2 separate regions of the Sus scrofa genome follow, and region 2 is linked to region 1. A link is a contact called in public Hi-C data. All regions are on one chromosome and are shown on one strand. Each heading gives the region's core, a stretch centred on a gene start, on an enhancer-like site or on the middle of the called end of the contact. The rest is flanking DNA. Distances are from core to core; before and after follow the strand shown.

What was found. Hi-C and Micro-C count contacts between places; a contact is called where the count stands out from the background.
Region 2: a Hi-C map of liver shows a contact between it and region 1, with 2.0 times the contacts expected there. The contact joins two enhancer-like sites. A contact is called at or near these places in 4 of 47 Hi-C or Micro-C datasets (embryonic fibroblasts, epiblast stem cells, fetal heart ventricle and 1 more).

Annotation. Positions count from the first base shown.
Region 1 is chr7:38,837,755-38,841,831 of Sscrofa11.1, forward strand. No RefSeq gene overlaps it. Among named protein-coding and RNA genes, the nearest start is that of TRNAV-AAC, 87 kb to the left of the region's middle. Within about 2 kb of position 2,252, at least 10 of the 83 cell types and tissues checked have an H3K27ac peak or open chromatin away from gene starts, as enhancers often do. A contact at or near this core is called in liver, where this site is marked.
Region 2 is chr7:38,918,929-38,922,919 of Sscrofa11.1, forward strand. No RefSeq gene overlaps it. Among named protein-coding and RNA genes, the nearest start is that of C7H6orf223, 73 kb to the right of the region's middle. Within about 2 kb of position 2,138, at least 16 of the 83 cell types and tissues checked have an H3K27ac peak or open chromatin away from gene starts, as enhancers often do. A contact at or near this core is called in liver, where this site is marked.

The sequences.
Region 1 (4,077 bases), core at 1,002-3,501:
AGTCTACACCTAGGATGAGGGGTCAGTCTGTACACAGGAGTAAAGACATGGCTTACTCAGGAACAGAGCTTGTCTATACCCAGAATCAGGGGTTGATGGGCCCCAAAGGGGAAGCCTGTGTTTGCACCAAACTGAACCGACCACTTGGCCACCAAAGGTGACCCTGGCCCAGCTGGTCCTAGAAGACAGAGAGTAGTTGGCCGTTTGGAGGGGAGGGAGGTCACAGATCCCCTGGCCACCCACCGCGGGTACCTGCCAGCCGGAGGTACCAGGATTGGTGTGAGGACCCTCATCGCTCTTGAAAAAGGCTTCACTGGAGCACAAGCCCAAGCCCCGTGCAGACAGAGCACCGTGTCCAGGCAGGCTCCGGTGAGTGGCTCAGAGGCAACCTTGCCCAAGGCCAAAGCCAGCTGGGAAGACTCCTGTGCAAGTCCACGGATGGTGCTTCTGTGTACCCAGGTCCTCTAGAAACTCATTCACCAGTAGCTCATTCTGCAAACATTTCCTGAATACCTTCCATGCTTTAGACCAGAGGTTCTCAAACCTGAGTGCACAGAAGACTCAACCAGGAAGTTTGGGGAAAAAAGGCTGATTCCTGGTCCCCAGCCCAGGGACTCTGGAGCAGGAAGCTGCTGAGGGGCTGCCCAGGAACCTGCATTTTCAATACAGTCCCTGGGGTGATTCTGCTGCACTGGATTTATTTTTTATAAATTGTTGCTATGGTGGTTTTAAGATCATACTTTTGGGCTCTGTCCTCGAAAGGCTCATTGGGTTAAACAAAGATTGTGGAAAATACCTGTAATGCCTTCTGGTGAGTTCGGTGAGCAGAGTGGGGGCCAAGGATTTCCAGGAGAAAAGAGTATATGGGGGAGTTCCTGTCGTGGCTCAGTGGGAACAAATCTGACCAGCATCCATGAGCAGGCAGGTTTGATCTCTGGCCTTGCCCGGTGGGTTAAGAATCTGGCGTTGCCATGAACTGTGGTGTAGGTTGCAGATGCATCTCAGATCCTGTGTTGCTCTGGCTGTGGTGTAGGCCAGCAGCTGCAACTCCAATTCTGTCCCTCTCCTGGGAATCTCCATATGCCACAGGTACAGCCAAAAAAAAAAAAAAAAAAAAAAAGAGTATATGTGACCATTTTCAGAAAAGACCCAAGAAGGCTTTGCAAGGGAGTTAGGAAAGTTCTCCCTCATCTCTGACCACTAGTAAGCTAAAGTCACACTGGTTTTGTTAGAAGAAGTATGTAAAACTTAGCTGTTTAACCATCCCCAAGCATTTTCATGTGCTTGGCAAGGTAGGAGAATTCAGGCAAACACACAGAAGATTAGCTTCTAGCAAAGACGTGTAAAAGCAAAGCATAATTAATGCATTAAATGAGGCCAAGGAAAAGAATGCATATAAAAATGCTGTCTTGGTACAGTGCTGAGGAAGGGAACAATGCATGACAGCCATGTTTATTAATAACTTACCAACTTTCTATAAACAATCCTGGGAAACATGACTGAGGCAGTGCAGGTGAACTTGGCTTAAACCTTGGCCCCGTGCTTTGCCCCTCCTCCCCTCTGCAGCGTTGGGCCCACCAGGAACTTTGCCTGCAGCTGGTCCCGGGAAACAGCAGGGTGTGTGTTTTTATTTTGCAAATATTAAATCACAGTATTGATTATGCTTTTGCAGACAGCACACTTCTCTCTCCCCCAGCTGCCCCCTGGTCAAGAATCTGGCCCTGGGGGGTTCCTGTTGTGGCACAGTGGAAATGAATCCAGCTCGTATCCGTGAGGATGCAGGTTCGATCCCTGGCCCCGCTCAGTGGGTTAGGGATCTGGCGTTGGCCGTGAGCTGGGGTGCGGGTCGTAGACGCGGCTCAGATCCCCAGGTGCTGTGGCTGTGGTGCAGGCCAGCAGCCGTAGCTCCGATTTGATCCCTAGCCTGGGAACCTCCATATGCCACAGGTGCGGCCCTCAAAAAAAAAAAGAATCTGGCGCTGAAGTGCTCAGTCATTTCGAGGACCTTGCTGAAGACAGGGAGGCTGGACGGGTCACCTCCCCACTCCCCGGCTCACTGCCACTGGCATGCTTCTAGAAGGTTACATAATCTTTCTTTATTTAAGGTTTCAATTCTTCCCTCTGAGAGTGAATGGACTTCCGGGCCTGGAGTTGGAGGTATTGGGCTGCTGGACGTGGGGGTGGGGAGAGGGCTGGACTGGGTCCAGGGAGCTTCTGGAGGCCGCACTCTTGCCCTCTCGCCGGCTGGTCCAGGGATGGCAGACCTTCCTGAGGGGAGGCCAGGAGGTGACCTTCCTTACCCTGGGCTGGGCTGCAGGCCCCCCAGTCATTGCCTTCTTGGACACTGCCTGGAAGTTGCTTCATGCATCCCAGTTAAATTTCACCTTGTTGACTCAGGCCAGTGTTCCCAGAGCAGGACAGGTTTCCCTGGCTTCTCTAGCTGGCCTGGGACTTCCCCGGCCCCCTGAACATCCCACACGTGCCTAGGCTCGCCTCCCCAGGGCATCGCTCCTCCTCATGCATTCATTCAACAAACATTCCTTGCACACCCATTAGGCACCCCATACTGTGCTGGGCTGGGCTTCAGAGGCAGAGGCCTGGTCCACGGTGTGGACAGGTGGACAGGTCTAGAAGCAGATCATTTTGCTCTAGTGTGGCATAAGCCAAGGGATTAAGGGGGCAGAGAAGGGTCACCTAATTTAGTTTGGGGGGACATGAGGAAGGCAAGGAAGTCTCCATGAGGGAGATAAAGATCTATCCGAATCTCAGATTATGAGACGGGAGGAGTGGCTGGGGGTGTTCAGCAGAGACAGTACCCTGAACGTGAGGCTGGAAACAGCATGACCAGGGATGACTTAGAAGTCGGCTTAGGAGTTCCCATCGTGGCGCAGTGGAAATGAATCCCACCAGGAACCATGAGGGTGCAGGTTCGATCCCTGGCCTCACTCAGTGGATTAGGGATCCGGTGTTGCCGTAAGCTGTGGTGTAGGTCGCAGACACAGTTTCAAATCCTGCGTTGCTGTGGCTGTAGGCTGGCAGCTGCAGCTCCAATTGGACCCCTAGCCTGGGGACCTCCATATACCGCAGGTGTGGCCCTAAAAAAGGAAAAAAAAAAAAAAGGAAGAATAAGTCAGTTTAGAAGATAAGCCCTAACACCCACATTCTACCATGATCTTAGCCCCACTCTCTCCCTGCTTCAGACCTTGTGATCCAACCCCTAGAAGAGGACTGCTTTTCCTCTTTTTTTTTTTTTTTTTTTTTTTTTTTGTATTTTTAGGGCCACACCCATAGCATATGGAGGTTCCCAGGCTAGAGTTAGAATCGGAGCTGCAGCTGCTGGCCTATGCCACAGCCATAGCAACACAGGATCTGAGCCATATCTGCAACCTACACCACAGCTCACAGCAACACCAGATCCTTAACCCATGAATGGAGGCCAGGGATTGAGCCCCCATCCTCGTGGGTACTAGTCGGGTTCATTCCTGCTGAGCCAAACGGGAACTCCCCCCCCACCCTGGGCGTCTTTCTTAATATTGAGCTCTGGAAAGGTAGGCTGCCACAGGAACTGGACAATGTCACGAAACTATGCAGCTGCAAAAGGTGGGGAAGGCAGAAGACTTCCAAGCCAGAGGGAGCTGGGTTTGAATCCTTCACTGAGTTCTGGCAAGATGCCGAAACTGCCTGAGCCTCAGCTGCCTCGTCTGTGGAATGGGAACCCTATAACTCTGATGGTCAATGGGTAGTGAGAGAGTGAGAGAGCCTATATTGGCAACTGTTGGGGAGTGCAGCCCAGGGGAGGAGGTGGCTGGAGCTCATGCCAAGCCAAGTCTCCCAGCCCGGGGTTTGGGCCACCATCCCCATTGCTGCCTGAGCAGCTGTCTGGGATGTCCCTCTCTGCGTGAGGCCTGATAACGGAGCCTGGGGAGCTGTCCCCAACATAAATAGTGCGGCCCTGAGTGTCTCCTGATCTGGTGCCCTGTGGCCCGCTGGCCCTCTATTTCCAGAGCAGTGGTGCAGAAGAGAGGGGTCTGCCCAGCATCCTTCAGGCCTCGAGGTTGTGCAAGGCTGTGTGACTCT
Region 2 (3,991 bases), core at 888-3,387, 81 kb after region 1:
AAAAAAATGCTCCAGGTAGAACGCAGAAGGTAGCATAGATCTTTGGCTTTTTGATCAGATGGACAATTTAAACTCTGGTCCCAACCCTTGTTATCAATGTAAAATTCCTCTTGTGGGGGAAGCTTATCAAATATTTCTTTTTATTTATTTATTTATTTTTGTCTTTTTGTGTTTTCTAGGGCCACTCTCACGGCATATGGAGGTTCCCAGGCTAGGGGTCGAAACGGAGCTGTAGCTGCCGGTCTACACCAGAGCCACAACAACGTGAGATCCGAGCCGCGTCTGTGACCTACACCACAGCTCATGGCAACACCGGATCCTTAACCCACTGAGCAAGGCCAGGGATCGAACCCACAGCCTCATGGTTCCTAGTTGGATTCGTTAACCAATGTGCCACGACAGGAACTCCCTTATCAAATATTTCTGAGTGAGACGTAGATGACCTTCACTTTTGTACACTCATCATAAATCCCAAACCCAAAGCCTGCGTTTTGGCTTCTTGAAACAATGATGACAAGGCCGGCGTCTGTCCATTCCCATGCCCCGTGGTTCTGAACATCACCAGATAAGCCATAGCCAGCAGCAGACCCTCTGCCTGTTTCCCTTCCTATTCCCAGACCCTCCTCCTGCCCAATTCTTAGGGTCACTTGTCTACCAATGACTCAGACCATGCCCAACAGGTTTAGTAAGGAAATGAAAGCCCCAGGAATGGTTTACTGGAAGCAGAGAGTTGATTTTTTTTTTTTTTTTTTAGGACATATGGAGGTTCCCAGGCTAGGAGTCAAATGGGAGCTGCAGCTGCCTGCCTACGCCAGAGCCACAGCAACGTGGGATCTGAGCGGCATCTGCGAGCTACACCACAGATCACGGCAATGTCAGATCGTTGACCCACTGAGTGGGGTCAGGGATCAAACCCACGTCCTCATGGACACTAATCAGGTTTGTTTCTGCTGAGCCACAACAGAAACTTCCCAAAGGCACAACGTTGAAATGAGGGCCCAGGGATCAAGGGAGGCCCTGGTGGCCACTAAAGGCAGTTTGAGCAGGGCGGTGGCGTCTTTTGAAACTCACCCTGCTGGGGAAGTGGAGAAGGGGCTGCAGAGCAACAGTGTTTAAAAGAGCTGATAAGAAGGAATTTCCGTAGTCCAGACACCAGCATCTGGGAGCCCAAGCTCTCCAGATGGGTAGGGAGGTCTCGGAAAAGGTTTGGCATTAGAGCGCTGCCCTCCCACCAGCCACACCCCTGCTCCCAGGGAGCGCCCACCCTCCCCTCCCTGACGCCTTGTCCAGCCTGCCTTCCCCAGGGCTCCAAATTATTCAGCTTGGGAACCAGTCAATGAGTCTCGCGTCTGCCCCAGGCCGCAAAATGGAATCTTTTTTTTTTATTTATTATTATTAGCTGTCCCTTGTTAAGTCATAATTGCAATCATGTAACATTTAATAGAGACACAAACTGATCCCCATCGCTGCCCCACAATCATTCATTAGCTAACAAGATGGAGCGGCTCATAAAAAAGGGCCGTTAAAAAAATTCCGGAGAAATGGAAAGCAGGAGGTGATGCAAGCTGTGGTTAACAAAGGCCGGGGAGGCGTGAGCGGGTGTGATCGGAATAACCCAGTCCTGATAAGCCACAAAGCAGAGCCGGCTGCTCCCGCCTCCCTCTGCCGCCTGAGTCAGAGAAGGCAAGATGAGTTCAAAATCCGGCAATGTAATTAGCAGGTTGCATCATGCCTCTTATAAATGACAATGGGCACAAAGAGGGTGGATGGAGGCGCAGGGACTGTATGGGTAACTCAATCCTGGTGCCCAGGAAGGGGCCGGGAGCTGCCACCCAGCCACGTGCAGGCTCCCGTCGCCTCTGCCTGCCATGTCACGGGACCGTGAGAGGCTTGCTCAATGCCTGCTTTGTGTGGCCCGGGATAATGATTTACAAACTCAAGGAATCAGGAGGTGCGAAAAGAAGATGACCCTCTTAACCCGGCCATTGTCTCCCCTCCGCCTGGAATGCCCAGCCCTCACCCACCTGGTGCACCTGTGCACACGGATGCCGTTTGGAGATGGTCCAGGTGAGGAGCCCTCATCAGGGCTGAGCTGATAAGATCCAAGGGGTGTGGCGACAGTGTCAGGGATGACTGAGATTCTGCAAACAGAGATGGACCTCAGGGATCTGCTGAGGTGCCTCTGCAGAGGGGTGGGGGGAGGGGAGGCATGGACAGACCTTGGTTCTGATGACAGAGCCAGCTCTGTCCTCGGGGTCGGTGACCTGAATCCAACCCCAGGCTTTGCCATCAGCAGGCTGGAGCCCGGGCAAGGCATTTCCCATCTGAGTGCCTCAGTTTCCCTACCAGCCCTGGCCAGAGCTGGCCGTGTGACCCCAAACAAGCCGGCTCAGTGTTAGCGGGGACCTCAGGGTCCCCATTTACAATGAGGGCAGTGACCCAGACTCTCTTTAAAGTCCTGATTTGGACTTTCTCTGGGTCAACCAGAAGCTCTTTTCCCCAAAGGTAACCAACTAGCCAGGGACCCTGGAGCCTGGCGACCAGGGAGATGGCCCAGCAGCTCTGCAATCTGACCATCTGCATGAATCGGAGCCCGGGGATGCAGGGGGCAGTCAGCACAGGCACGTGGCAGGCTCGGGCAAAGCCAGGTGCTGGTGGCACCGTTCCCCAGAGGCTGGGAGACACACCCTTTACTTCCTCCTGGTGGCAAAGATTTGCCCTTTCCGTCTGGCCTTTGCAAACAGCCTTTACTCCACAATGTTTTCTTAGCAGCCCTGTTCTTCCGCACAGAAAATAATCCTGTGAACTTTATTATCTCTGCAGAGGAAGGACAAGGATATAGATCTACCCTGAAGTTCAATGAACTCTGCTCTCTGGAAAACCAGTCAGGGCAACAGCCTAATGGGAACTCTTTGTTGTTGTTGTTGTTGTTGTCTTTTTAGAGCCACCCTGGTGGCATATGGAAGTTCCCAGGCTAGGGATCAAGTCCGAGCTGCAGCTGCCGGCCTATGCAATGGCCACAGTGACACCAGATCCCAGCCACGTCTACGACCTACACCACAGCTCATGGCAACGCCAGATCCTTAACCCACTGAGCGAGGCCAGGGATCGAACCCACACACGTTCTCATGGATCCTAGTCAGGTTTGTTACCACTGAGCCACAACGGGAACGCAGGGAAATTTTTTTCTGAACAAGGCCCAGCCCCAGCAGAGTTTCATTCTGAGTCTGGGAGAGAGATCCAGGCTGCCCCCTGAACTGGGAAGTTGCCAACTCCTCAAGCTTCCTGTCCTCTCTCTGTGCCTTAGTTTCCTCAATTCTAAACTGATGGCGAGGAGGAGGAGGTGGGAGGATGCATGTAACTGAACCCCTTTGTTGTACGGCAGAAATCACCACAGCCTTGTGAATAATCAACCATACTTCAATAAAACTATGAAAAAATACATTTTAAAGAGATAAAAATAATAAATCATAAATTAAAAACGTAACAAGGAGGTGGAGGTTCGGATGGAATCTGAGCGAGCCCTGCCTTTGCTCAGACCCAGCATGGGGGCCCTGGCTGCAGTACAGGCTGCTGGTCTCAGCCCCCAGGTCCCTTTGCCTCTGTAGCCACAGGGCGTAGCTGAAACTCGTGACTCTGATCACACTCCACCTCTGCTTAGATCCCCTCAAAGCCACTGCCCCCCAGCAAAGTTCTGGTTTGGGGCCCCATCTTCCTCCCCCACATGGAAGGGGGAGGTCCCTTCCAGCACACCCCCAGCTATTTTAGACCTCTCTCGTTTCACGTGCTGTTCGCCTTGTCCCCGATTACCCTGACTTTCCCGTGTTCAATTGACCTGTTCAGATTCAGCCTCTGGAACCCCACTCCTGTGTCACCTGCTCCCAGAAGCACCCCCACCCCCAGGTGCCCCTTCTGTGCTCCCCCACCTGAGCAGAGCTCCATCTCAGCAAGTGCCAAGTCAGACGCAAAGCAGCCTCTGGGCTGTGTCTCC